4 separate regions of the Mus musculus genome follow, and regions 2, 3 and 4 are each linked to region 1. Evidence: chromatin contacts called from public Hi-C, HiChIP or PLAC-seq and capture Hi-C data. All regions are on one chromosome and are shown on one strand. Each heading gives the region's core, a stretch centred on a gene start, on an enhancer-like site or on the middle of the called end of the contact. The rest is flanking DNA. Distances are from core to core; before and after follow the strand shown. Region 1 overlaps Gm45968 (a long non-coding RNA gene). Region 2 has its middle 87 kb from the start of Nfkbiz. Region 3 has its middle 100 kb from the start of Gm23003. Region 4 has its middle 69 kb from the start of Gm23003.

Evidence for each region. A called contact is a pair of places that touch in the nucleus more often than the background predicts. HiChIP or PLAC-seq counts read pairs in DNA pulled down with a chosen protein or histone mark. Capture Hi-C pulls out chosen DNA fragments and counts their contacts.
Region 2: an H3K27ac HiChIP or PLAC-seq map of regulatory T cells shows a contact between it and region 1, with 4 times the contacts expected there. The contact joins two enhancer-like sites. A contact is called at or near these places in 1 of 15 datasets of contacts at CTCF or cohesin (CD8 T cells), 12 of 484 Hi-C or Micro-C datasets (3T3-L1-derived adipocytes, the C10 cell line, the N1E-115 cell line and 8 more), 5 of 115 datasets of contacts at active chromatin or transcription factors (CD8 T cells, embryonic fibroblasts, large pre-B cells and 2 more) and 1 of 9 other capture datasets (embryonic stem cells).
Region 3: a contact with region 1 is called in a Hi-C map of bone marrow-derived macrophages, with 2.2 times the contacts expected there. The contact joins two enhancer-like sites. A contact is called at or near these places in 3 of 484 Hi-C or Micro-C datasets (B cells, the Ba/F3 cell line and bone marrow-derived macrophages) and 1 of 115 datasets of contacts at active chromatin or transcription factors (bone marrow-derived dendritic cells).
Region 4: a capture Hi-C map of bone marrow-derived macrophages shows a contact between it and region 1, with 4 times the contacts expected there. The contact joins two enhancer-like sites. A contact is called at or near these places in 2 of 484 Hi-C or Micro-C datasets (bone marrow-derived macrophages and cortical neurons), 1 of 115 datasets of contacts at active chromatin or transcription factors (CD8 T cells) and 1 of 9 other capture datasets (bone marrow-derived macrophages).

What each region holds. Positions count from the first base shown.
Region 1 is chr16:55,516,350-55,523,888 of GRCm38.p6, reverse strand. The region is part of intron 1 of Gm45968 (a long non-coding RNA gene); the gene reads left to right. Among named protein-coding and RNA genes, the nearest start is that of Mir5118, 25 kb to the right of the region's middle. Within about 2 kb of position 4,023, at least 17 of the 459 cell types and tissues checked have an H3K27ac peak or open chromatin away from gene starts, as enhancers often do. A contact at or near this core is called in bone marrow-derived macrophages, group 2 innate lymphoid cells and regulatory T cells, where this site is marked.
Region 2 is chr16:55,731,320-55,738,858 of GRCm38.p6, reverse strand. No RefSeq gene overlaps it. Among named protein-coding and RNA genes, the nearest start is that of Nfkbiz, 87 kb to the left of the region's middle. Within about 2 kb of position 4,393, at least 75 of the 459 cell types and tissues checked have an H3K27ac peak or open chromatin away from gene starts, as enhancers often do. A contact at or near this core is called in bone marrow-derived macrophages, group 2 innate lymphoid cells and regulatory T cells, where this site is marked.
Region 3 is chr16:55,695,267-55,702,805 of GRCm38.p6, reverse strand. No RefSeq gene overlaps it. Among named protein-coding and RNA genes, the nearest start is that of Gm23003, 100 kb to the right of the region's middle. Within about 2 kb of position 4,580, at least 54 of the 459 cell types and tissues checked have an H3K27ac peak or open chromatin away from gene starts, as enhancers often do. A contact at or near this core is called in bone marrow-derived macrophages, where this site is marked.
Region 4 is chr16:55,659,781-55,667,319 of GRCm38.p6, reverse strand. No RefSeq gene overlaps it. Among named protein-coding and RNA genes, the nearest start is that of Gm23003, 69 kb to the right of the region's middle. Within about 2 kb of position 3,154, at least 26 of the 459 cell types and tissues checked have an H3K27ac peak or open chromatin away from gene starts, as enhancers often do. A contact at or near this core is called in bone marrow-derived macrophages, where this site is marked.

The sequences.
Region 1 (7,539 bases), core at 2,774-5,273:
CTCAAGTGGTCATCTCCTCTGCCAGTGAAAACGGTACACTTTAAAAAAATTCCTTTTCTTCATACATAGTTGGATATAAAAGGTTACCTTTAGAACAACTTTTTTACAGTTAATAGAAAACTCCGTAGTAACTGCATGCAGTTGTGTAATCAGAAGGAACAAATGGTTGAAAGGGAAGGATCTCAAGCTTTGTCGGACTTCAGGAAAGACACCTTGCACTCAACAGGAATGCAGCAAGTCCTGAACATTCCGCTGGAATTGGAGGGATAAGGTAGGAAAATAAAATAGAGGTGAATGTGCTTCTATCTCAGACTGGCAAAGTGGGTCAGGCCTCTTATCTTCCCAAGGGGATTATGAAAGTTCAAATCAGAGAACCTGAGTGGTTACTTGGACTAAAACCAAAGAATTGCAACAGAACATTTATGTCAGGTGTTATGTTCTTGTGACAAATGAGTTTTAACTGGTGGGGAGAACAGATACTAGTTGTTTTTCAAGTGCTGGAGAAAGATCTACTTAGCTCTTACCTAAGACCTAAAAGACTGCAGGTGTGCTCATGGCACCAGAACCCTGGGAAGGTGAAAAAAAAAAAAAAAAAGAAGCACTCTGACTCTAACCTTTCTCCCACTCCTTCCCCTACCATTCGAACTCCGAGCTAGCAGAGGCTTTGACTCTATTGAGTCCCAAGTTTTAGGCTGTGCCTTGCTTTTAAGGAATAATCAATAGATTACATATTTTAAATATGAAATGGGCGATTTTTAAACTTAGGGTAGCATTGAAGTCATTTTAATTATGGAGTTCGAATTTAATTACTTAGTTCAAACCTGTTGGACTTTAGACTTGAATGTATCAAGTCTAAACTTGGTTAGTTAAAAATGGAAACACTTTATCCTTAGGTTCGAAGATTTATTATACAGTGTCTCCATGTAGGGAGAGTGAACTTCGTGATATCTTAGATAAAAAAATGAAGTTGGTCATGACACAACACAAATAAGCAATGCACTATGACTACAATAGGAATTCCATACAATAGTAGGCTACAATACTAAAGATAGGTCTAGACTAGAGAGCAGGGTTATATTACACATCTCTTCTTCATGCTAATCAGCTGGTACCTGAACTTCTACGGACTTCTATTCTGGGTCATTAAACTAAAACAGATATAATCAACTAAGTAGGCTAAATTTAGACTAACCAGGACCATGAGAAATCTCAGAAGTCAAGGATGATTGGTGACATTGAAGTTTTTTTAGGTGATCCCAATTAGTAAAATTTAACCTTAAAAAAATCTGAGTACTTTTTTTTTTTTTTTTTTTTTGGTATAAGGAGTCAAACTTAGGGCAAATGGGTGGCTATTTTAGAAAAAAAAAATTATCTCACTGGAAAGGATATCTAAGTTATCTAAGTTTGCCTGACGTGTCCTGAATCTACTGGAAGAGTGTGGTTTCTGGGTGTGGGTGTGGGTGTGGGTGTGGGTGTGGGTGTGGGTGTGGGTATGGGTGTATTTACCAGCAGACCACAGGAGGAATTCCAATGCCCAGTTGAACTTTAGGATTTATAAGATGTGTAGAGACAAGTTGCTTGAGCAGGCAGAGATGCCCTGAAGGCTGGGGTGCTTCACTGATCTCAGCCTTGACATTGGAAGTCTTACCCTAGGTTTCACTTGCCTGGGATATAATTTAAGAGTATTTTTGTTTACATGGACTGTCCTTTGTACTTTAATAGTACAGCTCAAAGCACTTAGAATTTATAAGTTGGAACAATTATTCATTAATCACATGCTTATCCTACATCAGTTCTGTATACTAAAGTTTTTTTTTTAGAAGCCAGTATGGGGCTGGGCGGTGGTAGCTCACACCTTTGGTCCTAGCACTCTAGAGGCAGAAGCAAGTGATCTCTGTGAGTTTGGGGCCTGGTCTACAAAGCAAATTCCAGGATAGTCAGGGTTATGCAGAGAAACTCTGTCTCAAAACAAACAAACAAACAAACACCAACAAAACAAAACAAAACAAAAACTACAAACCAACAAAGGAAGCCAATGTGGAAGAATATACAACCTTCATCCTCTGCCCTCAGAAACCTTATAGGTACAGTGTATACAGAACCTTTGCCCGGAAGATCAATATTTTATCTAGAGGTTTGTTCTCAGAGTTTCATGTGTGATTTGTAGGTTTATTGGCTTTCTAAATGGGCTGGAATATCCTTGGAGGAGATTCCTATTATCCTTTAACTTTAGCATAGTGTCAAAGTACGATGGTTGGCATAATCACAGTCATTCAGTAGAATCAGGTCAACCCGCATGGATCACAGTCTTACCAATGTACTGAGAATGAGAACTCAGTCTGCGATAGTCCAGTGGAGGAATAGAGGCTTGAAAAGTGACCGAACCCTTAAGGAAGCTTTACCTGGGACTGGAGGGGAAGAAACCGCTTAGCTGGATATATCATTCAGTAGCAAGTCACACACACAACAGTGGCTTGCACAAAGGTTAGAACATCCAGGGTTTGAGATATCTAGAAAAAGGAGGAGAAACAACTTGCAGAGCTAGGTTTAGCTAATCTCAGTAGGAGCAGTCTGTATAGTCTCCGTAGCAGTCTCCAGATGGTAAATATCTGGGAGAAAGGGAGCTACAGTGGCCATTTTCTGCATGTACTACCAGCATCCATGCTTGGACCCTCCCAAAGAAGGCTTTGCTATCCCTATCCCTCTGAGCCTCACCTAGAGAGGTGTTGCCACTTCCATGGGCAGAAGCATTGGGGGTTCCCTGATGTGGTAATAATCATGTCAACTGTACATACTCACTCAGGACTTTATTCACTCAGGGCTTCTTCCCGTTCCCATGCTTCACCTCTTAAAGTTCCATCTCTCCTTTGTACGGCCACACTGATGCAGACTGTCTGATACACAAACCCTTGGGAGGAAAACCCCACCTAAATCATAGAGCACAGCATTTAAATCCAATAAATGGTGTGTGTGTGTATGTGTGTGTGTGTGTGTGGTTTTTGATGTGTCTCAAACAAAAAGATCATGCTATTAGGATTGCTGTGTAAGTCTGAAGGTAGACAGCTTTGGAATTGAGAAGACAAAAGAAACAGAAAGTTCTGTCTGTTATATAGTGAATTTAATGAATTGGTAGAAGTCTATACTGAATTATGGCTATCAGTCTAGATCTGAGAGGTAGGACAAAGCTTTTTATCTGTTTGTTAAAATGCAGAGGTGGTAGGCAATAGAGAGTGCTCAGGACATGTGTTAACATGAAGACTGAGTGGAGCAAAGTGGCAATAATATAAAAACCTTCAAGAAAACCTTTTGACTGGCTGAGCACATGCCAATCACTGTTCAGGTGGGCTTTGGAACAGAGAAGCGCTTGGTTCTAGTATAACGTAAGGAAATACATTGAGGAAGAGATGGGAGGAAAAGGATTTTCTATATCGCCCTTCCTCCAACTCAAAGAAACACGGCATAGGGAAAATGCTTCCTAACTTAGGAAGCATTGTGCTATAGTCCGTATCACTCATAACGAGTCTCAGGGCTTGTGAGTTCATTTTAGCAGCTTGTAACCCATAGTATCAAGTGTCTTAGTCTTGCCTCATTTCTGTGTTGCAGTCAGTGGGTTGTGAGTACAGGAAGCTATAAAACATAGTATTGTTAGTCATGTGACTGTTTGCCCATCGTGCTCCTAACCCCAGGCAGTATGGTATTAAGAGAATCATTGTACCCCAAGAGAAGAAGAAAATAAGTGCCAAGTTGTTGCTTTGGAGTCCAGGGCTAGACCTTCCACAGTAAGGCAAAGTGCGGAGCAGAAACTTTTGGCACCTTAACCACAGGCTGTTGGCTATGTGCGAAGCATCCAGACCCACTGCAGACTCAGAAGGCAACTTATTGAGCTGCATTACCTTTTTTCAGCACTTTTTCTCAGACCATTCTGAGTAGCACATCATCTATAGAACTGAGGACAAGAATGGACTGCATGATTTCAGAGGTGAAATTGCAACTGTACACCAAGCCTGGACTGACAGTAAACCTGAACCTAGAGTGTCATCTAGTGCTCAAACAGCAGCAGTGACCAAAGGTCAGATACAACGGGAAGCCTCTTTAGAGCTTCTGGAAGGATAGTGTCTCAGTTAGGGTTTTACAGCTGTGAACAGACTCCATGATGAAGGCAAGTCTTATAAAAGACAACATTTAATTAGGGCTGGCTTATAGGTTCAGAGGTTCAGTTCATTAGCATCAAGGTAGGAACATGGCAGCATCCAGGCAGGTATGGTGCAGGCAGAGCTGAGAGTTCTACATCTTCATCTGAAGGCTGCTAGTGGAAGACTGGCTTCCAGGCAGCTAAGATGAGGGTCGCAAACCCACACCCACAGTGACACATGTACTCCAACAAGGCCACACCTCCCAACAGTGCCACTCCCAGGGCCAAGCATACACAAACCATCAAAGATGGGTACACGCTGATTATGAAAACTAGAATATTTAAGTATCAATTCCTTTTACTCAAAGACATCATTTACTCTTCAACAGCTGTTTAAAACTTTCAGGAAATTTGGCCTCACCTAAGATAAGACACCAGGGAGACTGATTATATAGTAATGAATATATGTAAACTCTTGGATCAAGAAGTCAAAATAGGTATCTTTAGGAAGTTCAATGAGGTTCAAGACAACTCAGAAAAAAAAAACTCAGTATTTTATGAGCAAAGCAGAGTGAACAAACTAACCACTTGTAAATCACTTGAGCTAAAACAGGATTTTCAGCAATATGGAAAATGGGATGGAAAACATCCATAACTGAAAAGAGCCAACAACAGAAACAGGGGCAATGTCTTTGCAAATACAAAGAGGAGAGAGGGAAAAAAAGAGAAAATACAATGAAGCTGAAAGAAGAAAACTTACATGAACTTTGGAATAACTTTAATTATGCAGGTGATATTGATCCAAGTGGTCCTTGCTGTTACAGTGGTAGGACGATTGGAAAGGTTACATCTGAAAACTTCCCAAACCCAAAGAAGGCTACCGATATTTATATAGAGGATGATCAAAGGTCACAAGCCAGATTCATCTCAAGCAAGAGTAAGCCAAGATGCCTCACAATGAAGACCTGAAAGGTCAACAGTCAAGAGAAGATCCTCAGTTGAGCAGGAGAAAATACACTAGCCCCAACAAACACCTTGACAGCACCCGTCTCAGCTGAACCTTGGAAGGCCAGGGCAGAGTATGATTCTTTATTTATAGCACTGAAGAGAACAGATCAAAACAACAAAACAAACTATCTACTGTTCAGGAATATATATATATTTAAATTACTTAGTAAGGTTTATTTTAATTATTTTATTTTATTTACTTTCCAGCCGTTGACCCACCTGTTGGTCCCCTCTCTCACAGTTCCTCATTCCATTCCTCCTCCCACTTGCCTCCAAGAGGGTGCTCTCCCCACCCCCAATAGACCCCCCCCTTTCCATGAGGCCTTAAGTCTCTCAAGGATTAAGTGTATCTTCTCCCACTGAGGCTAGACCATGCACACCTCTGCTATATATGTGCCAGGGGCCTCTGACCAGCTCCTGTGTGCTCCTGGTTGGTGACTCAGTCTCTGGGAGCTCCCTGGGGTCTGGGTAAGTTGAAATTGATGTTGTTCTTATTGGATCGATCTCCCCTTCAGCTTCTTCAAAGCCTTCCTTCTTCAATTTAACCATAGAGGTCCCTGTCTTCAGTCCAGGGGTTGAGTGTAATTATCTGCATCTGTCTCAGTCAGCTACTGATAGGGCCTCTTAGAGGACAGCCATGCCATGCTCCCAACTGTAATAGTGTCAGGCCTTGGAGCCCCCTCATGGTATGGATCCCAAATTGGGCTGGTCATTGGACCGCCTTTCCTTCATTCTCTTCTCTGTTTTTGTCCCTGCAGTTCTTTTAGACAGGAACAATTGTGGGTCAGGAATTTTGCCTGTAGTACTAATTTGACTGTGGCCCCAGTAGGAAGCAGACCAGTGGTATTTGGGTGAAATTCTCACCTATGTCTTTGGTTACTGAGGACTTCCTGGGAGGCACACAGGCTGTAGGTTGTGGGTGGGTATCAGGCTGATGATCTGGCCTGGGTCAGTTAGGAATATTATACTTGGGAATACTTTCTTTTATAAATGAAAGAAATACAAAATTAAAAAAAAAAAGAAGAGCCGTGACAATGTATCCTATCTAGACTTGTCTCATAACAAATGCTCAATGAGGTTCCTTAATTTGAAAGAAAAAAAAAAAAAAACTCTGATAAGTAAAACGGAATCATCAAAAGGTATGAAATTCACTGGTAAGAGTAAGTATGCAGAAAACTTTAAGTATATTAATATTTTATTACACTGTTATACAATGTGCAAAACCATAGCATCAGTAATAAAAACTGAAAAAATTAAGAACAATAATGGCATTGTTGTGTTAACTTAAATAATTCAAACCATGTAAAATTAGAAATAGAAATTAAAATTGCTCAGGGGAACCAATTGCATGAGTTATTCTCTTTTTCTTCTATTTTAGTATATTTCTTTTTGTTTCTCTGCCTGTCCTTACGTTGTTAAGGTGCTAGTGTTTAACATTAGCTTTTCATAATCATAATAAAAAAAACCAGCATTATGATAACTGTAACTGATAACAAGGTGGCAGCCACAGGGAGATTAAGACACATTCTGGTGGTGTCTACCACTCCCAGTGATCTGACCCAAGGCTGAAAAGAAAGATGGAAGCTCCTAGCAGCTGCCAGAGTCGTTTTACTCCAGAGTCATTTCCTTCCTTCGACTGTAGCAGAATACTGCTTTATACCGCTGCTTGGTGATGCCAAATGAATAAATAATAGACAGATAGAGAGATAAAGAAAGAAAGAAAGAAAGAGAGAGAGAGAGAGAAAGAGAGAGAGAGAGAGAGAGGAAGGAAGGAAGGAAGGAAGGAAGAAAGAAAGAAAGAAAGAAAGAAAGAAAGAAAGAAAGAAAGAAAGGAAGGAAGGAAGGAAGGAAGGAAGGAAGGAAGGAAGGAAGAAAGAAAGTAAGTAAGTTTGGACAGAGTATCTGGTTCCCAGAAAATCTCTCTGTGAGCAGGTTTGCCTTCCTCTGGACTCAACCTTAGCCCTAGCCCTAGCCCTAGCTCTAGCTCTAGCCCTAGCCCTAGCCCTAGCCCTAGCCCTAGCCCTAGCCCTAGCCCTAGCCCTAGCCCTAGCCCTAGCCCTAGCCCTAGCCCTAAACCTAGAGCAATTTGAGATTTTTTTTTTTGAACCATTAGAACTATTTGGTGACTGGCTTTGTCTTTCTGTGTTTTTCTGTTGAACAGTTTCTGTTATTATTGTAAGATAGAGAAAGGCAGCAACCATGATGAGAGACCTCTAGTGCCTTTGACCCCTGACCATAACTTAAAGTCATGGACAAGGACAGAGGCTTCAGGGAGCCATGCTTAGGTTTTCCTTTTCCCTGCTGTGCCCGGTGTGTAAGAGGCCTGTCAGCTCCAGGAGTGAACAAAGCTTGACTTTCTGGAGTGATAGGTATCTTAAAGTTTTAGGTCCATAATCTAA
Region 2 (7,539 bases), core at 3,144-5,643, 210 kb before region 1:
ATCTCTAGTGGTCACTGTAGCTACAAGAATCAAGGGTAGGGATAGAATAATTCCAATTACCCTGTCCTTAGCATGCACACCTATGGAGGGTGTGGTCTGAGATCCTGATGCAAGCAAGGCATGCATGCATAAAGTAGTGGAGAGAGAAGAGCGAAGTTTTTAACTTCGGCGCACAGGTGAGGTCCCGGCATACATCACTCCTGCACCTTATTTTTACATTACGTGGACTCATTCATCAAAGGCAAAGCACAGTGTCCCTCTGGTAGCAAACTTTAGAAAATCTGGTTTCTGAAGTGCTTTTTAAATGTCTGGAGCTATTTTTTTTCTTAAAAAAAAAAAAAAAGAAAGAAAACCGAACTCTCATTAATACTACCCATTTACATTTAAGCACTTATTATAACACAGTCGCAAGGATGCCAGAAGCATTAGCACATTGAGTTAACATTAAATGTATAGGCAGGCTATCATGTTCCACTGAGGAAAGTAATCCGCAGAGAGGAATGAGGTCGCTGGAGGTGCCACGTCTAGCTGGTGGAGTCAGTGCTGGTATCCAGGCAGCCGCTTCTAGAACTGCATGATACAAAGCCTCCAGCAAGCCATCCCTTTGTAGCTGATGAAACTGAGATCCAGGGACATGACATGACTTGCCAAGTAATGGGAAGTGGCAGAGGTAGGCTTTGACCTCCAGTGTCCTGGGCTTCTTGTCAACACTTTTGTTTTTATTATTTAAAGCTGACCTACAGGGAACCATTAAAGAACTGGAGCCATTTATTCCAAAAACAAACAAACAAACAAACAAACAAACACAAACAAACAGCTGAAAGGCTGCTTGCTTTTGTTCTCTTATGTCAGACAAATGCTTTCTTTCTCATTTTCCAGTATAATCCTGGTGTGTGTGTGGTACCAGCATTTCCTGATCGTGCTTCTTGGCCTCTGCCCCCAGTGCTCTATCCCAGCAGATGAGTTGGGGGCCAGGGCTGACAGCCTAACACAAAAATAAGCTATCGAGTCCATTTCGTCCTTCCCCAGTGAAGATCTCCTTTGTCCTTCTTCGGGAAGCTAGCGGAGCAGATAACCCAGAAAAGTCCAGTGCTATAAACTTTCTCATGTGACCTCAAGGTAAGCCTTATGGCTGTGGTTGCTGCCTTGTACTAGAGGCTACTTAGAGGAAAATCAAACCATACTTACTCAAAAACCATGTCTCATGTTGACCTCTGATAAATACAAAGATGACATGATGTGAAGATATAATCAGCAAGTGAATAAACCAGGATGGCTAGCTGGGGCTCTGGTTAGAAGGGGAAGTTCTTTCTGGGCTATAGGAGTCTTTAAAGATGAAAAGACTGCAGAAATATTTGTGGCAAAGTAGGCACAAAGTTTGTTATTTTTTCTGCTTCTCTGCTCTTCCCTTCCCCATGGATATAAGCCATGACTGCATCACCCAAGAAATGTACTGGCTGATCAATTATTTTAGGTGATTTCTGTGTGCCTGGTTATCCTGGGCTCCAACCAGAGTTGCTTTAAATGAGAAATGGCCCTAATAAATAGGCTTTAAGGGCAGTGGACACTGAAGTATGGCAGAGTACTTGCCTAGCAAATACAGGGCTGTGTTCCATCTCCAGTACCATGCAAAAGATATGCTTAATGCTATTAACATAAACTATCGATCTGACCACTTTAAAGTGTGCAAGTCAGCGACATGGGACCATGTCACAGAGGTGTGCAATGATTTCAACTGTCTTCTTGCAGCCTTTTTTGTTTTGTTTACAAGAAACTTTGTAGCCATTAAAGAATTCTTCATCATTCAACATCCTTAGCCATCAGAGAAATTCAAATCAAAAGGACTTTGAGATTCCATCACCACCCCTGTCAAAATGGCTACGATCAACATCACAAGTGATGGCACAAGCTGGCAAGGATGGTGGAGCAAAGGGAACACTCCTCCATTGCTGGTGGGAGTGCAAACTTGTATAGCCACTTTGAAAATAAATATGGCAGTCTTTCAGACAATTGGCAATCGATCTGCTTCAAGACTCAGCTATACCACTCCTGGGCATATTCCCAAAGGATGCTCCATGTTATCACAAGTACACTTGCTTAACTATGTTCATAACAGCTTTATTCACAGTAGCCAGAAACTGGAAAGAACCTAGATGTCCCTCAACTGAAAAATAAGGAAAATATGGTAAACCTAGTGCAATGGAAACTCCATGGAATCTATGAGAGTAACCGTAGCAAAGACTCCCAATAAAACAGAAGCCCTCCTTGGGGGTACCAACCCAACCTGGCACCTCAAGTCACTGCAGGACTAGGTCTATCCTCACCCACTGAGGCCAGACAAGGCTGCCCAGTTAGGGGAACAGGATCACAGTTAGAAGAAAGGTCACAGGAACGCCAGTGGTAAAGAAGAAGACCTACATTCTACAAGAAATCTGTGTTAGACAGGCAACAGAGTCAGGAACAGCCCCTGCTCCAGTTGTTGGGGACCCGCATGAAGGCCAAGCTGCACATGTGATGTACATGCCTTGGGGGAGCTAGTTCCAGCTCATGTATGCTCTTTGGTTGGTTCAGTCTCTGGCAGCCCCCAAGGGTTCAGGTTAGTTGACTCTGTTGGTCTTCCTGTGGAGTCCCTATCACCTCCGGGCCCCTTAATCCTTCCCAACTCTTCCACAAGACTCCCTGAGCTCCATCTCATGACTGGTCTGGGTTTCTGCAGAGTGTGTTTTAAATGGATTTGATTTTTCTATTAGTCCATTTCCCTAGTTTGATATTTACATCTCGTAAGCGGTTCCAGTGATTAGAGATTACATATCCATCTTTGCCAGGGCGAAGTCAACTTGATTAGTTGAAGCTATGACTCATTGTTCTTTATGACATTCACCAACTGCTGTGTGGGTTTCATTCCAGTGAGAGAAGACCCCATGTCAGCTCCTTCTTAGGTTTTGTCACTTTTTAATTTTTCCTGGGACATAGATGGCCAGCAATCTTATGAGACCCTTAGAAGCAGGAAGCGGAGCGATTAGAGCAGCAGGCACAGAAAGTGTCATCATGGAACTAAAGTAACTATTTTTGGCGTGTGGGGTTTTGGTTGCCTCAGTCTTTCCTTTGCTCCAGTTATTTCTTATAGAATATCGGTCTTGTTCTTTTACCACTGGCCTTCCTGTGACCTTTCTTCTGTCCCCACCCTTCCTGTTCTATTGCTGATTTGTGTTATATTTCCATGATATCTTGCAGGTCTGCCAAAAGAGAGTATCACACAGTCATTGATCTAAACCAGCAATTCTCAACCGTGGGCCTCGACTCCTTCAGGGGTTGACCGACTGTTTCCCTGGGGTCACATATCAGATATCCTGCATATCAGACATTTAGATGATGATTCATAACAGTAGCAAATTTACAGTTATGAAGTGGCAACCTCATAATTTTTGGAAAATAGTTTTATGGTTGGGAGTCACCATAATATGAGGGACTGTATTAAAGGGTCACAGCGTTAGGAAGGTTGAGAACCACTGCTTTTGCACATTAGAATGGAGTGAGGCCATACTAACATTTTTATTTTAGATTTCTGAACTTTGAAGGCAGTCTAGGCAACATAGTGAAACCTTGTCAGTATAAGTTAAAATAAATAAATAAACAAACAAACAAATAAATAGATAAATAAACGGTTCTAAGTAGGAATAAATAAGAGTATTCTTTAAAAATGCATAGCACAGTATATGCTGGGTGCTTAACAAATGATTTCTCCTGCTACTCTGCCATGATTTCTGCTGCAGTGAAATTAAGCTGATTATCTTTGAGGTCCTTCCAGCTTCAACATTCTGAAGTCCCTTTTGGGCGACTCCTTTTTCTCATTTTATCTGTCTGTCTCTCTTATTCTTTTCCTCTTTTGTCCAGTGCATGCTCCTAACCCCTTCTAGATCTTTTATCCTCACCCTTTTCCCCCCAAAATGGTTATTTTATTTATTTACATTTCAAATGTTATCCCCCCTTCCGGGTTTTCCCCTTCGGAAACCCCCTATCCCCTCCCCCTCCCCCTACTTCTATGAGGGTGCTCCCCCACCCACCCACCCACCCACTCCTGCCTCACTGCTCTAGCATTTCCCTGCGCTGGGGCATCAGGCCTTCTTAGGACCAAGGGCCTTCCCTCTCTTTGATGTCCGATAAGGACATCCTCTGCTACATATGCTGGAGCCGTGGGCCCTCTTTGGTTGGTGATTTAATCCCTGGGAGCTCTGGAAGGTCTGGTTGGTTTTATCCTCACTTTTATTTTTTAGGCTCTACGGCTTAGAGGGCGACACTCTCCCTGGTTGGCCCAGGAGCTGACCCCATTTGTGACCTTCGTTCCGATCCGTTCTCTCAGCAATGTTTCCTTCCTTTCTCACAGGGCGATGAGTCAAGATCACTTGACTTAGAAAGTTAACTCTCCTCCGTCATCACATGATCCACCAAGAACTGTGTATGATTTTTAATTGCTTTTGGGGTTGGTCTCCCTTGCAGGATCGAGGGCAGTCACTGGGAATGACTTTGTTATAGTGGCTGCTACTCCAAAGCCTCGTGCACGTTCAGGTTCATCCACCTCTGACATCGCATGACCCGCAATGTACCATCTAATGCTTTAATTGCTTTTTTGGGGTTTGTCTTCCTGGCAAGATAGAGTGCAATTACAGGGATTTCTTTTTACCCTGCAGTCACTTGGAAATGTGCGCTGGATCTCTGAATGTGCTGAAATGTTAATTCTCTGCAGAGCAGGTGTTTGTCAATAGTACATTGTGCAGCTCTTCGTGACAATGTTTTGAAATGAGCCAGACAGTGACTCTGCCCTTGCTTGTCTTCCTTCATTTGTAGTCCTTAGCTCAGAGACCTTTACTTTAGCTCCAGATCAGTGACTCATTTCTTCCTCTTGCCTCACCCATAGCTCTGACAACTGGAGTTATCCAGTTATCCGAACCCCAGTGAGTACGGTGCTGACCTGCTTGTCACTGTGAGCACTTGCTTTGGGCATGTGTGTGTGTGTGTGTGTGTGTGTGTGTGTGTGTGTCCCTGATTAATACCCCTCCTTCTGCCCAGGCTCCCGGAGGTTTCTCTACACTGTCTGATCAGATGTACTTTATCTGCCATCTTGTCTTTATTTCTGAGGCCAAATCCTCTGGCGGTTGCCTCATCCTGTGTTTGTATAAGAGAAATGAAGCAGATAATGAAGGTGGTGATGGGTTTAATTTAGTAAAAGGGTCATTTTGTTCCTGTTGGATGCTAAAACCTATTTGTTCGGCTTGCGAACTTACAAAGCATAAGTAATACTGTCTGCAGAGTGTTCTGTAGAGACCATGAAGGTGCCCTGCCTGAAAACGTACTGTAAGCAGGCTTCACAGCTGTAAAGCCTGTACTCGCCTGCCAGGTACTGTTTACCAGGGCTTCTCCAAGTAGTGACCGGGAGGGGCAGTAGAGCCAGGTGGCTTCCTCTAGATAGGGATGCACTTTAATGGCTACTCCTTATTCATCCACAGAAATCCTGGGTCAGAAGTTAGAGCTAAACTTCAGCCAGACTCCGGATCCTTTTCTGTCCTTTCTCCAGTGTCCAGCTGGCATCCTGATCTGAGGGTCTCCCTCTTATGCCAGCTGCCTTATCCTTAATCCTTTATAGCCATCTCTCCCAAGAAGCTTCCAGTTGACCAACTTCCTCATGGAAGAGCTCACACAAGGTCCCAGTACAGCATTGTAGGTAAGACAAGTACACAAGGAATATAGACTTGTTTCCAAACAGGCATGCAACTTTAAACTTAAAAAGTGTCTATTTAGTATTTTCTATTGGATGCTCTTTCCATGAAGCAAGCAAGTATCACCTTCAACATAATTCTTCGCCTAGTTATCTGAACACAGTGATGAATAGCAGTGCTTAAGGGAATAACAAAATACTAGTTCTAAAGTGGGAGTGACAGAAATTTATTGGAGGTTTTCTCTGTACCAGGCTTAAGTACTTCGTGAGTATTTTTCTTAGTCCTCATAGCATCTCTGTGGAGAAGGTACTGCTGTCATTTTACATTTTCAAGTAAAAGGAGAAGTTAAAAAAAAATTACTCAAGGTTGCCCTGGGGCCAGTGAGCAGGCACACAAAGCTTTGAGTTCATGGGATTATGCTGTTCTTGTGTTTCATTGAAAGGTGATTTTGGAATTAGGGTAGACTGTAGTCATCCTGAGAAGTTTCAAGTTTGAAGAACGTTCCAGCTCATGGGCTGGAGATTCTATAGGCTAGGTCAGATCACAGCCCATCAGAGCTCACGAGTTTTAAGCGTTCAAAATGTCATTTTATTTTATGGTAATGGGTATGTGCTTGAGTGTATGTATGTGCACCGCAGACCTGCATGAGCCTGCAGATGTCGAAAGAGACCATCAGATCCTTTCAAATTGGAGTCACATGCATTTGTGTGCCACCATGTAGGTTCTAGAAACTAAAGTCAGGTCCTCTGCAAGAACACGAGGCGTTTCGAACTGCTGAGCCATCTCCCCAGCCCCGAGTTTTAAGCATTTTACAGAGCATTGCAAGACATTTCTGAAAAAGAAAGCTGATAGCTTTAAGATAAGCTCTCTTATTAGCGCCTGTGGTCTAAGGTTATAGAGCAAAAAACCAACACAGAAAGAAACTAGGCACAAAAAGTCATAGATCCTATTACTGCATTTGTTTAAAGCACTCAGAGTAGGTGATCCCATAGGAAAAGGAGGCCCTGCAGTTCTTAGTGCCTGGCTTACTGAAGATTGTGCTGTCAGTGCTAATAAGAGGTTCATTACTTGGGTGACTAACAATGTTCTGAAATTAAGTAGGAGTAATGGTGCCTTTATATTGAAAATATGCATTGTGTGGACACTTTTAAAAGGGTTTATAGTATGGTAATCATATATCAATAAAATCGTAGTTGAGAATTAAAAATAGGTTTATAGCTTAATAGCCTTCCAGGTTTTTCATTAAAGACTCAAAAACCTATTGACTTAGATGAAACTTCTCTTGTAGACTTTTAATGTTTGAATTATAATTCAGCACTAACTTCTCACCTTGTCTTCTAAGAGGCTGAATAGCCTTTCATATGCTAAAATATATGCATATACTCTACACCTACAGATGTTTTTAAAGGCTTCATAGCAATCCACTTGGATGTGGGTGTGTAAGCCTAGAGGTAATCAAGTTCTCAGCTCTTGACTTGTTTCTATAGACTTTTGATGGTGTCACAGTGGCTACCCAGACATGATGACCCAGACAACACCCTGTTCATAGATGGAGTTTGAGCAACTTCTGCCTCCAATTATCCGGCACGGACATTGATGAAAACTGTTTGCAGGGAGCTCAGCGGTTGTGCTGATGACCTGCCCTTTTTTTCTCCCAAGTGTGGGGATCTATTCATGGTGGAGACCAGGAGAGCTCTGATTCTTTCTGTGTTTACTTGTTCATCTAGGCCACTTCTGTAGGCCAGCCTTCTGACAGGAAAGCCTCCTGCTTCTGTTCCACCCCAGCTGAGGCAGCGAGTTGCTGCAGGGCTCTGGTATGAGATGG
Region 3 (7,539 bases), core at 3,331-5,830, 180 kb before region 1:
ATGATGATCAGTGGGTCAATATTTTCTAAGCCTCAGACCTGCAAACAGAAGGGGCAAACTCATATATGAAATATTTGCATACTATTCACAAGATGAATTGCTCCAATGTGGGAGCGATCTAATGCAATCAGTACCCAATGACTGACTGGCAGGTAGGTCTTTATTTTTGGGAAATAAGCCACTATAATATTTGATGGCTTAAAATAAAATAAAAAAGTAAAATCATTAATTCTTTATTTATGGATTCTGGATAGAATCAGAAAGCTTGTCTTCATTGAATGTAGCACCAGCTGGGTGGGTATGGAGTAGAGGCTTTCCTTCTGTGGAGAGGACTCCTCACATGTCCATTTCAGGGTGTGTTAGCTTCTGTTTCTCTGCACAGATCGCTTGTTCTTCAGCACATCTCTGTAAGGTTCAATCAATTGCATCACAGCATGTTTGTTCCAAGGTAGCCTGACCTCTAATATGTGGCTGGTTTCTCTTATGTGATACTTACTAAAGACAGAAGCTCAAGAAGTTCAGAGGGTACTCGCAGGACTTCTGACTTAGCCTTCGAAGTCCCGAGCTGGTAAATCAGACTATTGGAATCCATCCCAGATTCATCCATTGAGAATTTCATTGAGAGTTTTCTAATAGCTGCCTATTATTGAATGAACTGTTTATAGATTTGGCATTTGACAAAAGAAAGGAGCTAGCTTAAAGTAGGAAAATCAGATTTTGTAATTTGTGTGTGCGAGGTCTATCTTGTTGGCTGTTTTCAGCCACTCACCTTAATATCGTGTATGTTTCAGACAGAGAAAGACAAGTGACAAAAGCTCACCAATACCAGCGTTTGACCAGAGACCATTTTTTCTGGTGTGGTATGCATTCTCTGCTAGGGACCATATGCATGGATATTTGAGACATTTGACCCGTGTCGATATGTACATTCATGTGATTCCATCATAGGTTCTTTTTGGCTCTCAACTTCCAAGCTTCCTCCACTCAGGAACTTGAGCATGTATGCTAATCCGGGATTCCATCGCATGTAGCTCTGTTTCTTGAATCCCATTGCAAGGAGTCACTCCTACATTGGAGGTACTGTTATAGGAGAGCAAAGAACAAACAGTAGGTACAGAACAAACAGTTTCTCATGATGGTGAACCACACATGCATTACACACACACACACACACACACACACACACACATGCCAATATGTCAAATTGTGCTTGAAGTAACTGTTATAGTTACTTCTGTTTAAACCTTCATGGGGCCCTATATACAAACTGCAACTCAAAGCAGAAAGCCCTTCATGTGCATGGAAGCAGCATCCTGTATGGAACAGGTTGCCTTTACTGCTCAGATAAGCCAAGTACATTGCATTTCTTTTTGCTGGGAGGTACAGAGTCGGTAATTAATACTTAACTTCAGAAATGATGTTCTAGCTCACTAGTTCTCTAAATTGAAGAGAAAAAGAATTTTACTTTCTGAGACAGACTCTTGCTGTATGTCCCAGGCTGCCTTTATACCCTCAATCTGTCCATCTCAGCCTTTGGAGTGCTCTGGGTTACAGGTACACACCACCGTGCCAGGCTCAATCTCTAGAATATGAAATGATATGACAGGTTTTATTATCTCCCCTCTGATAGTCTGAGGGTTGGTCACGTGATCCAGGTAAGTGGCTATCTGGTCAATATCCACTGCTGGACATCTCTAGACAAATGGGAAGCCCTGGGCTCATTTCTTTTCCATCCTAGTAGGGAACAAATCTATTTGTCAGGCCAGTTGTCCAGCTAACCTTTACAGAGCAATGCTTCCTACTGATGAAGCATTGTTTCAGTGTTCATGAGTTTGACTTGGAACCTTGTTTACTGCACGCATCAGTTGCTTATTTTGGGTCCAAGGACAATAATTCTCAAACCTCTCTAAAATTATTTTGCTCCTTGATATATGGTAAGACATGTTTTAGTCACATTGTTTGTATATTTATTTTTGTTAAAAATATTTTTTGTTGTATTATTCCATAAACTCTTTGGTATGAGTTCGTAAAATTCCATAGAACGAAGTCATATTGGGACTTTTCAGATTCAACTTAATTTATAGATTTTTTTTTCACTATTGAACAAGAAAATGTTGAATAGAGAATATGACTGAATAAAAGTGAAAACATTTATTATTGTTGTTATTGAGACAGGGTCCCAAGTAGCCCAGACTGACCTGGAACTCACTTTGTAGTTTAGGGTGACCATGAATTCTTGGTTCTTATGTTTCTACTACCCAAGTGCTGGGATTCCAAATGTTCACCTCTACTCCAGGCTTAAAAGAAGAAAAAAGATGAAGTTTAGTCATAGACAGTAAAAAATATTGATAGGAATAAATGTCAGTAAGAAAACATTAGCAGTAGATAGTCACATGTACATCCCTGGGTTACTCAAAAGGTTCTGTCCTTTTAATAGTGAATGGGATTGTGAAGTTTGGTCATATTTTATTTTGTTTTTCCTGAGTAATAAATATTTTCTTCATTGTACAGTTAGAGATGTTGTAACTCACTGTGTTGTACTGAGTTAAATCTTTGTTCTGATACATGATGTCAACTTTGTTTTTCCAGGGATGAATTCTACTTGAGCACGCCACACAGAAAATACAATGCTGGAGGTGAGCTTGCTGAGCAGAAGTGAGAACCTGAGTTCAAATACCCAGAATCCACCTGGGTACCGTTCTGGTGTCATGATAGCATATGTCCATGATCTCATTTCTCCTATGTGAGATGAGATGCAAAGGCAGGAGAGTTCCTGGAAGCTACTCTCTCTTTTTTGTCCTCTTGCTCTTCTCCCTCCTGTCCCTGCAGTCTCTCCCTCCCAGATCTTAGGTTTATCACACATTGGTAAACACTATGCTCTGACACTGAGAAATGCCTACAGCCTCACACACTGCTTCTTCCATAATAAAAACTCATTACAAGAAGATGAACTGGAAACAGCCATAATATGTGCCAAGTTACTTATTCTTTATTTACATTTTATTTAAATTTTTTGTCCTTGTAGAATATATTTTTATAATTTAGTGACCTAATTTTCTCTTACAAAAACCATACAGCATGATTGACATTTTCTTTTTTAAGACTAAATGAACCATGAAACCCAACCTTTTCTTGCTTTGGTTAAATTGATCCAGAGATTACCATGGAATTTAAAACTCTATGTAATATGATAAGTTGGAGAAATTTTAATAACAGCACTTCTAGAGTTCTGTAGTCATTCATGTCTTGGTCAATAGTAATCTCGGCATAAGTTGCTAAATCTTATTCCCTATGGGACTCTGACAGAAACCATTAGCATGTTATGCCTCAATTAAGATTCTTAAAAATGGAGGTGCCTCGTGGCTGAGTCTTCCTTTGTGAGGTCTCAGCTGCCGACTCTTCTTGCTCCATGCCTGCTTTCATGCTGCCACACTCCCTGCCACCATGGTCATGGGCTCTATCCCTCTGAAACTAAAACGTCACTCACCATTGTTTAAGACTCAAAGATACAAAGACGCGAATCGAGAGGCAAAGAGTGCAATAGATAGAATGGCAGACTGCAATACATCATTAAGAAGCAGAAAGAGAAAAAGTCAATTTATAAAGATATCAACAACCCCTTCCTCTTCTAAGTGGAGGCATGTCTATGGGAACTCATTGGAGAGTGACAGGAATTCCAGTTCTGGGAATTTTAGAAATAGTTTGAGAGTGTATGCTGAAGACATTTTACTAAAGCTGTTCCAAGATTTTTGCTGGCTCAAAATCTCAAAGAATCACCCTGTGCCACCTGAAGAACCCAGTAAGACCCAGGTGGGTATTCCCTGGACTCTGTATTGCTCCCACACTACCCATTTCTCATTGATACTCATTATGCTAAGATGTTGCTGTCCAGAGTAGTCTGTGTTCTTGAGGAAGTGGTGGTGGTGAATAGGAGCGCTGCTCTGCTCTGTAGCTGCCACACTTTCCAGCTGTAGGTGACGCTACTCTTTGGACAGGGTCATTTGGTGCCACCTTCAATAAGCTCAACTATGAAGCAAATGGCTTGCTATGAATAGGCTCTGACTTCTATAGAGGAAATGATGAAACAACAGAGGAAGTTGATAGGAACAGAAAGAAAGTTGTCAGCAGTTTCATTTGAGAATAATATCATTGTGGTCTCAAGTTTCTGAAGTCAAAAACAGTCCAGGGAGAAAATCCCTTCGCCATTCTTCCTCTTTTACAGAAGGACAAAAGAAAAAAAAGCACTTGAGCATATGACTTCATCAGTTATGTGTTGGTTTAGAGGTTGGGCTCAGGAAACTCACTTATCATTTACTGTAGCTGTTTTCAAAAAAAAAAGTTCTAAACAGCATTGCTGACTCTAAAACCACTAGCATTTCTAGGCTAAACAATTCTGAGTGTTTCAGGGTGTCCCTCTGGTGGAAAATTGAAAACACTTGTGGCATTTTCTGTGGGGAAAGATGGTAAATAAATACGGAAATCATACAGGTTATTATTTTTTCCCTACAAGTAGAAGGAAACTTGTTTGCTATTCCTTCGTTAATGCAAAAGTGTTGCCAAGCTCCATGGTAAGATGAAGACCGTTTCCTTCACACCTCTGTGAGTGTGAGGAGATCTGGTAACAACAGGCCAAGAGATGTAGCTTCCCTCTTGTTGGTAGAAGACTTGCCTCTTGTGCACAAAATTCTAGATTTGATCCATTATAAACTGGGCATAATCTCAGCATTATTATTATTATTATTATTATTATTATTATTATTATTATTATTACTATTATTGGAGCAAGAGGTAGGAGGGATCATAGGATCCAACTTATCCTTTGTTACATCTAGAGGTTGAGGCTAGCATAGGATATTTGAGACCCTGTATCAGAGAACCAAACTGTTCAGTCAGCACAAAGCAAACAGTTGGAATTTCACTCTATGAGTAATGATGCTGAATGTCGGGAGGGAAGGGAAAGCATGGTTGGGATGTATTGTATAAGAGAAGAATCTATTTTCAACAGAAATAAAAAGATAAAAATGTATTTGGTAGTCATGTTTTTTTTTTTTGAAAAATATGTATGCGTGTCCATTTTAAGTAAGATACTATTACCTTTGTTTTTTGTTATTTAAGAAGCAGTGACATTTCTCCATTTGGTAGCAAAAGAGAAAATTGGAGGAGCTGAGAGCTTTAGAAGGACACACATGGTCCTGGGTTTATAGATGAATGAGTTTAAAACAAAGGTCGAGAAGTGGCTTCCAGGACCTGAGAATGTCCCTTGGCAAATAATCAACTAGGAAATAAGGGCCTGAGTCCTAAAGCCACATGAAACTGAGTTCTGCCATTGACAGAAAGAGGCTCAGAAGATCTCATGATCCAGAGGAGGTGACAGCTGGCACCCCCAGTATGAAGATACAGAGAGATTAAGAGTCAGAGGATGAGGCTGGAACAATGTCTCAGTGGGTAAGAGCCCTGCTGTGTAAGTATGAGGATATGAGTCCAGATGCCCACTATTTATATACAAGTGAGCCTGGTAGCACGGCACAGAGCCTGAGTGCTCACCAGCAGCCTAGCCAAAACACTGAACTTCAAGGTCAGTGAGGTCGCATCTCGGTGAATAAGGTAGAGAATGATAGAGTAAGCCAACATCCTCGTCTGGCCTCTGCATGAGCTTACATTGGCACACACATCTGTATTCGTACAATACAATCATGCATATACCACAAACATATAGAGCCCCAAATAGTACTATTATAATTAGCTATTCATAGGCAAAATAAAGAACTTTAGGTCATGTTTGGCACTAATGTCCTAGGTTGATTCAAAATGGACTATACACCTAAACATATGAACTGAACTAAATATGAAAAAAAAAATCATAGACAGGGTCCAGTACCGACCTACCAGGTAAGTTGTACCCATTGGTGCAATAACGGTACTCTGGCTCTTGGAGTGACTAACTTCCAGAATGAATTTGAGGCCTGCTCCATAGGAGGGATGTCATGTTTGATACTGTAATATGGTCAAAGTCCAGATCACAGGTCCTAGGCAGGAGCCTACGGGTGTTTTGACATGGTTATGTTGTCAAACTACCTTCTAAATAATTATGCTTATACCTATAGATTTATGTTGCTCTCAGCCTGGGTCAGAGACGCCTCTTTGTGCGATGGGTAGTAGTTACAGAGGAAACATGACTGTAAAAGAGCTGAGAATAAGTGAGAGGGAGAGCTTACCTGCAGATAGGTTGGTATCAAACTTCCCCCTCGCATGGCTCAGGGGACATCTTGGAAAAGTGTACAGAAAGAATGCAAGAGCTGGAAGATGGGGAGGAGAGCAGTGAAAAGCCGATTTCTGGACGTGACATGACTAGCGCACACACCAGCTCCTATGACAGACAGCTGTGCTTGTCTGCAGGCTCTGTACACAAGATCACATCAGTCAGTAGTCCAACATGGATGGGGGAGGGGCTCCCAGGGTCCCGCCTCTGGCTGGGGAGCTACTGGTAGTTGATGGCTGCTGAGGGACGCAGGGTCACTGAGGCCACAGTGGATGACACTACATCTATTAACACATGGGTAGTACTAACTGGACTAGAGGGATGTTAATAATAATTTGAAGAGAAGACATGGAGTTTGGGATGAGAAGGCATGGGATGGTGGATTCCTGGGGGAAGAGGAGGGAGGTAGTAGGGGTAGGTAAGATAAAAATACATTGAATAGGTGTATGAAATTTTCAACGAATAAAAATATTTAAAAATTAAAAAATTGAAAGACACTTTTAATGTAATGAATAAATAAACCCCAACCCTGACATAAATATTTGCAGATAATATCTAATAATAACTTGTATCTATAATGCTTATGAAACTCTTAAAATTTACACACACACACATACACGCACACACCCCTCCTACAATTCCCAGTGATAAATGGGGAAAAGTTTGAACTGACATATCACCTAAGATTCACAGAGAGCGAATGAGTTCATAAAAAAGAAATCTTGTGGGTGATTACTCAGGGGGACCTCCACTCTCTTAGAGGAAAAGGGGAGGGGGATGGGGAGGGTATGCGGGAGCGGGGACTGGGAAGGGGGATAGTGATTGGGATGTAAAGTGAATAAAAAATACTAAAAAAAAAAAACCTCCAAAACCCCAAACATTGGCATCAATAATTTTAAAAAATGCAGATTAAATCATAGATTGGTAAGAATGTTCTCCTTGTCCCCCCCCCCCCCCCGGGAATATAAAATGATGTCAACTCTCTGGAAGACAGTGGGATAGGCGGCTTAGTCCCAGAATTTGTGACTGTATTTCTTTTACAGTAAAAGATGTGACTGAATGAAGGAACTTAGAAATCCAAGAGAGGATCATGAGACATTGAGGTGGCAATGATGTCAACATGGGGGGAAGAGGGGCGGGCAGGGAGAGTCAGACAATAGTGGGTAACATAAAGGCAGCAGAAGGCAATTTGAGTGTCTTGGAAAACACCATCAGATGAGAAATGACAGCAACCTGGATGTTAGAAAAGCAAACGCAGACTCCTCTGAAGACTTTAGGGT
Region 4 (7,539 bases), core at 1,905-4,404, 140 kb before region 1:
GAAATGGGGACATCAATCCACCTACAAAACCTTTTAAACCAAAAATTGTCCTTTCTATAAGACATGCATGGATAAAAATGGATCAGAGACTGAGGAAAAGGGCAACAGACTACTGTCCCAACTTGAGACCCATTCCATGTGAGAGAACCAACCCCCAATACTATTAATGATACTCTGTTATGCTTGCAGACAGGAACTTATCATAATTGTCTCCTGAGAGGCTTCATCCAGCAGCAGATGGAAACAGATGCAGAAACCCATAGCCAAACATCAGGCAGAGCTTGGGGAGTCTTGTGGAAGAGTGGGGGATGGAATTGAGAAAGCTGCAGGGGTCAAGGACACCACAGAAGACTAACAGAATTAACTAACCTGGGCCCATGAGGGCTCACAGAGCCTGAACCACAAACCAAAGAGCATGTACAGGCTGGATCTAGGCTCCCTACATATCTGTATCAGATGTGCAACTTGGTCTTCATATGGGCCCCCTAACAATTGGAGTGGGAATGTCTCTGACTCTGTTGCCTGTCATTGGATCCCCTTCCCCTAACAGGACTCTTCTAGTTTGGTCTCAGTGGGGGAGGATGTGCTTAGACATGCTGGGACTAGATGTCCCAGGTGACGTGGTACCAAATAGGGGCTTCCCCTTCTCTGAGGTTAAGGGGAGAGGGTTATGGGGGGGAATTTATAAGGGTGAAATTGGGAGGAAAGGAGGGAGGGGGGCTGTGATCAAGATGTAAAGTGAAGAAATAAATGTATTAATGAAATATGGTAGGGTAAAACACACTTCTGGGTTTGAAAATCCCTGAGCTAAAAAAAATCTCACTAATGCATGGGGTTGGTTTGAAATCTAACCAATCCCTATCCTGAAAATTTCCACCCTGAAAAACTTCCCCAACCAACCAACCAACCAACCAACCAACCAACCAACCAACCAACCAACCAACTAGCCAGCCAGGCAGCCAGCCAGCCAGCCAGCCAGCCAGCCAACCAACCAAACACCCAACCCTATACAATCTTGTCTCCTGCTCAGTCTCCTGCTGCTTCTTGCCTGAGCAGAGGCCACCATTCTCTTGTGTTTCTCCCAATAAATCTCTTGTGAGAGGTCTGTTATGTGGTGTGACTTAGTGATATTTCTTGCCTCCCAATTTCCAGGATATATTTCCCCTAAGAGCTATAACACTTATGCCCATTGGCTCTTACATTCATGTGTTGTGTAATCTTTGGAACGAGAGAGGAGAGGGTGCTTAGCACTGTCAAACACTGTCCATATATTGTTTCATTGAATTCTTAGAAGAATGTGGTAACATATGCATTGAATTGTCTCATTTTATGGTGAGAAACCAAGCCCTAGTCAGAAGTCAGGATATGACAGATCTCTGCAGTCTGGTGACTGGTCTCATCGCCGTTACTCTGGGTATGATTTGAGTACAGAGCAACACGGAGAATGAATAATTCATTGTGGTTTCTGGATATCCCTCCACTCTTGTGCTGATAGCTGCTATTCCAACTGTTTTCAGATGTGCTTTGAAGCTATGTGACAATTAAGAACCATGTTAAAAAGGACACAGGTTCTGTTTCCAATATAGAGGATAAAATTTGGGAGATTTACATGAATTCTCTATTGCATGTTCTCCTCTGTATTGAATGCAGGCTAGCCCGCTTTCTTTTATTTGAAATTAAATCTTTAAATATTTTAGCAAAATAATTGACAAGCAGAATTCCAAAACTAATACAATTAAGAATAATGCATGAAGAAAATAAAAAAAGGGAAAAAGGTTAGTCAGAAAAGAATAGGGAATCTAGACACAAAAATATACTTGAAACCAAATTCACACTCTACACACAAATAAGAAATATCTTGAAGAGACCATAAAACCAATAAATATTCCACCAAAATCTTACCTCTAGTTTAGCACAGAAAGTAATTTGAACTGTGAAATCACCAGAAAAAGCATTTTGATTTTATTATATATGAGAGTATAAGACATAAACAACCAGAATGTTGTTAAGGGACAAGTTATAGATTGGAAAATTATGAAAGAAATGTGTCAGTGTCTATAGTAATTTAAGTATGACTCCACTTTTAAGAGAAAAAAAAATCAAAACAAAGCCTTTCTTTCTTTTCACATTATAAGGTATAGATAATTGTTTTATTTTGCTGAGATCTTTCTGATAGTTCTGACCAGAAGTAGTTACAGATTCAAGTGATAAAATATGATATCCATGACTTCTCAGTTTCTGTGGAAGGTTTAGCTAATGGGTTAAATGTCACACATGAGATTGAGCCTCATCCCCCACTTTAACATATCTGCACACTGACCCAGATGGCCATGGGATCTGAGTCTGCTCTAATTCATAAGACTATAATATTATCCAGCTAATATTTCTTTGTTGGTATTCATGGGGATTTTGAAAGACAGATATTTTACATAATTTAGAGATATAAAGTCTTTGAGTTCTGCTGCTTCTCAAGTGTAAACAAACTCAGCCTCAAAGGATGCATTCTTAGTGCTTAATGTCTTCTGGTGAGGTGTTGATTCAAACCAAACCAAGCCAAACCAAACCAGCCAAACCAAAAAGACCCAAAACCAAAACCAAACCCAGCAAACCAACCAACCAACCAACCAACCAACCAACCAACCAACCAACCAACCAACCAATCAACCTACCAACCAACCACCACCACCACCACCACCACCACCACCAACACCACCACCACCACCACCACCACCACCACCAGCAACAACAACAACAAAACCTCCAAACAAATGAAACTATATAAACAGAGAAAAGCACTTCCCTAAACAGCCATTTCAGAACATGGTAAAGACAAATACAAGTTCTAATGTTTCCAACCTTTGTTTTATTTTTTGATGAAATTCACTACAATTGATAATGTCTCTGCTAAAAGTTCTTGGTGCAGTGGGCTTGGGCAAGGCCTCTGTAGCTTTCCTTTTAGTTGGAGCCTTCATCTGTAATGAGTCCTCAAATAGAGGAGATACAGGCATTTATAATCTTGAAAATGTTACCACATCCTTTGGTTTTTCTCAACAGCAGTTAAGTTCTGTTTTGTAAGCTCCACTTTGGAAGGGTTCTTCTAAATTAAGCTCTGGGATTTGCTATTTCAGGCTTCCTGCTCAGCAGTCCTGGCTCCTTGTGACATTACTTCTGTTCTGTTTACCAATAGGGTGAGTTGGGGCTTGTGTCTGTGGCCAAGTCAGTCTAGTAGTTGCTGAGAACTTAATTCCTCTGATTTAAAGGAAGGTGCTGCCAGCCTGGGAGAGCCAGAGTTCCTGAGACAGATCATCTGTGTGTGGGGCTGTCTGTCATAATGAAGTTTAGAAACAACAGTTTCGGTTTTCCCTGGCTTCCCTCTGTAGACTGATTCTTATTCATTGTCGTTTGTGAAAAGCATTGTTTCATGAAGGAACCGTGGTATTAGAGACTTCTTTTTTTTTAAAATATTTTTTATTATTACGTATTTTCCTCAATTACATTTAGAATGCTATCCCCAAAGTCCCCCATACCCTCCCCACCACTTCCCTACCCACCCATTCCCATTTTTTGGCCCTGGCATTCCCCTGTACTGGGGCATATAAAGTTTGCGTGTCCAATGGGCCTCTCTTTCCAGTGATGGCCTACTAGGCCATCTTTTGATACATATGCAGCTAGAGTCAAGAGCTCCGGGGTACTGGTTAGTTCATAATGTTGTTGCACCTACAGGGTTGCAGATCTCTTTAGCTCCTTGGATACTTTCTCTAGCTCCTCCATTGGGGGCCCTGTGATCCATCCAATAGCTGACTGTGAGCATCTACTTCTGTGTTTGCTAGGCCCTGGCCTAGTCTCACAAGACACAGCTATATCTGGGTCCTTTCAGCAAAATCTTGCTAGTGTATGCAATGGTGTCATCGTTTGGAGGCTGATTATGGGATGGATCTCTGGATATGGCAGTCTCTAGATGGTCCATCCTTTTGTCTCAGCTCCAAACTTTGTCTCTGTAACTCCTTCCATGGGTGATTGTTTCTAATTCTAAGAAGGGGCAAAGTGTCCACACTTTGGTCTTCATTCTTCTTGCGTTTAGAAAATTTTATCTTATACCTTGGGTATCCTAAGTTTCTGGCTAATATCCACTTATTAAGGCACAACATACCCAAACTCATGGGATACAATAAAAGCAGTGCTAAGAGGAAAACTCAGTTCTGAGTGCCTCCAAAAAGAAACTGGAGAAAACATATACTAGCAGCTTAACAGCACACCTAAAAGCTCTAGAACAAGAAGAAGCAAATACATCCAAGAGGAGTAGACTGCAGGAAATAATCAAACTCAGGGCTGAAATCAACCAAGTAGAAACAAAAGGAACTAAACAAAGAATCAACCACATCAGGAGCTGGTTCTATGAGAAAATCAACAAGATAGATGAACCCATAGCCAAACTAACTAGAGGGTACAGAGAGAGTATCAAATTAACAAAATCAGAAATGAAAAGGGAGACATAACAACAGAAACTGAGGAAATTTAAAAAAATCATCACATTCTACTATAAAAGCCTATGTTCAACAAAACTGGAAAATCTGGATGAAATGGACAATTTTCTAGACAGATACCAAATACATAAGTTAAATCAGGATCAGATAAACAATCTAAACAGTCCCACAGCCCCCAAAGATATAGAAACAGTTACTAAAATCTCCCAACCAACAAAAGCCCAGGACCAGATGGGTTTAGTGCAGAATTCTACCAGACCTTCAAAGAATACCTAAAATCAATACTTTTCAAACTATTACACAAAATAGAAAGAGAAGGAATACTACCCAATTCATTCTATGAAGTCACAGTTACACTGAGTATTCTCCCTTGGAGAAGGAATGGTTTCTGTCTAATTAGGAACTTGTCACAATTTCTTTTTCATAGAGTACTTCATAAGAGATTTTTTTCTACTTCTATCATGTTTAATGCTCCAAATAGACTTTTAAAACTGGTTGAGCACATATTACTTTTAGCTTCAGAAGACATCATGTATATTTAAGAGGCATTTAACTATTATAAATTATTTTGATTACTTAAAAAATGTCTATATTGAGTTGTATATTTTAAAATAAATTTTATTAGTTTAACAAAAAAGAAATAAACAATAAAACAAAATATCAAAAGTAAAAAAATGCATTTAATATACTTAGCCTACCATATTTCTGGGCTCTGTGGCACAATGCTCTGTAGAATAGGCTATTTTTTGGTAGGAGTGTATGGCTGAGCCCAAGCCACCTAGCATGGTGAGTGTGGCCAGTAATACATATATATCATCAACCCAGGAAAAGATTCAAAATTTCAAACTCAAAATTTAGTCTCTGGCATCTCTAGAGTCAGGCCTGGTAGTACATTCCTGTACTCCTAGCACTCAGGACATTTCACAATGCAATCAAAAAACCCTGATCAAACTATGCTAGAGAGCTTTCTCCCACTCTTGTTCTCTCATAATCTTCTAAAGACTTGGCTGCTTGTTCGTGGGCCCAGAGTAGCAATGCTTTAGAACAAATGAGGAACCCCTACTACAAGTAATTGCTATGTCTTCTCCTCTTGGGCCAAACATTGAGAAAGGGAAGAGTCTCCAGGCACATCACACAAGGACTGTTCTAATGACAGGGTAAACAGGGCAGTGTGGATGTGCTGGCCAATCACATAGGCATTGTTAACACACCCCTTTTTTATTTGTCACCTTGTCCTAACTTTTGCCTTGCCTTTATTGCCCTCTGATTTGTCCATTTCTAACACATCACCCAGCTGTTCCTTTTCTGACTATATTTTCATGTCATATCACTCATAAAGAATTAGAGATTATGAACAAAAATCCTTAATTGGCTTTATATTTTCATAAGCCATAATTTGAACTCTTTGTCTAGGATCAGAAGATTATTAATGATCTCTAGCCTAAGACTGCTAATTAATAATTACTATGTGTCCCTTTCACAGTACTTAATACAATAGGACATTGCATAACAATCCTCTGGGCTTAGTAGTTTTATCTTCACGTTTAAAAAGAAGGAAACTCACTCAGAATGATATCCTCCAGGTCCATCCATTTGCCTAGGAATTTCATAAATTCATTATTTAATAGCTGAGTAGTACTCCATTGTGTAAATGTACCACATTTTCTGTATCCATCCTCTGTTGAGGGACATCTGGATTCTTTCCATCTTCTGGCTGCTATGAACATAGTGGAGCATGTGTCCTTATCACATATTGGAGCACCTTTTGGGTATATGCCCAGGAGTGGTATTGCTGGGTCCTCAAGTAGTACTATGTCCAATTTTCTGAGGAACCACCAAACTGACTTCCAGAGTGGTTGTACCAGCTTGCAATCCCACCAGCAATGGAGGAGTGTTCCTGTTTCTCCACATCCTTGCCAGCATCTGCTGTCACCGGAGTTTTTGATCTTAGCCATTCTGACTGGTGTGAGGTAGAATCTCAGGGCTGTTTTGATTTGCATTTCCCTGATGACTAAGGATGTTAAACATTTCTTTAGGTGCTTCTTTGCCATTTGGTATTCTTCAGTTGAGAATTCTTTGTTTAGCTCTGTACCCCATTTTAAAATATGTTTATTTGGTTCACTGGAGTCTAACTTCTTGAGTTCTTTGTATATATTGGATATTAGCCCTCTATCGAATGTAGGATTGGTAAAGCATTTTTCCCAATTTGTTGCTTGCCATTTTGTTCTATTGACAGTGTCCTTTGCCTTACAGAAGTTTTGCAATTTTATGAGGTCCCATTTGTCAATTTTTGATCTTAGATCCTGAGCAATTGGTGTTTTGTTTAGGAACATTTCCCCTGTGCCCATGTGTTCAAGGCTTTTTCCCACTTTCTCTTCTACTAGATTCAGAATATCTGGTTTTATGTAGAGGCCCTTGATCCACTTGGGCTTGATCTTTATACAAGGAGATAAGAATGGATCAATTTACATTCTTCTACATGTTGATCACCAGTTGAACCAGCACCATATGTTGAATATGCTATCTTTTTTTTTTCCTGCTCATTTCTGGCTCTTCAATTCTATTCCATTGATCTACCTGCCTGTCTCTGTACCAATACCATGTTTTTTGTTTGCTTGTTTGTTTTTTAATCACTATTGCTTTGTAGTACAGCTTGAGGTAAGTGATGGTGATTCCCCCAGAAGTTCTTTTATTGTTGAGAGTACTTTTCGCTATCCTGGGGTTTTTTGTTATTCTAGATGAATTTGAGAATTGCTCTTTCTATCTGTGAAGAATTGAGTTGAAATTTTGATTGGCATTGCATTGAATCTGTAGACTGCTTTTGGTAAAATGTTCATTTTACTATGTTAATCCTGCTGATCCATGAACATGAAAGACCTTTCCATCTCCTGAGGTCTTTTTTGATTTTTTTTTCTTGAGAGACTTGAAGTTCTTGTCATACAGATCTTCCACTTGCTTGGTTAGAGTCACACCAAGATATTTTAAATTATTTGTGACTATTGTGAAGGGTGTCATTTTCCTAATTTCTTTCTCAGCCTGTTTATCCTTTGAGTAT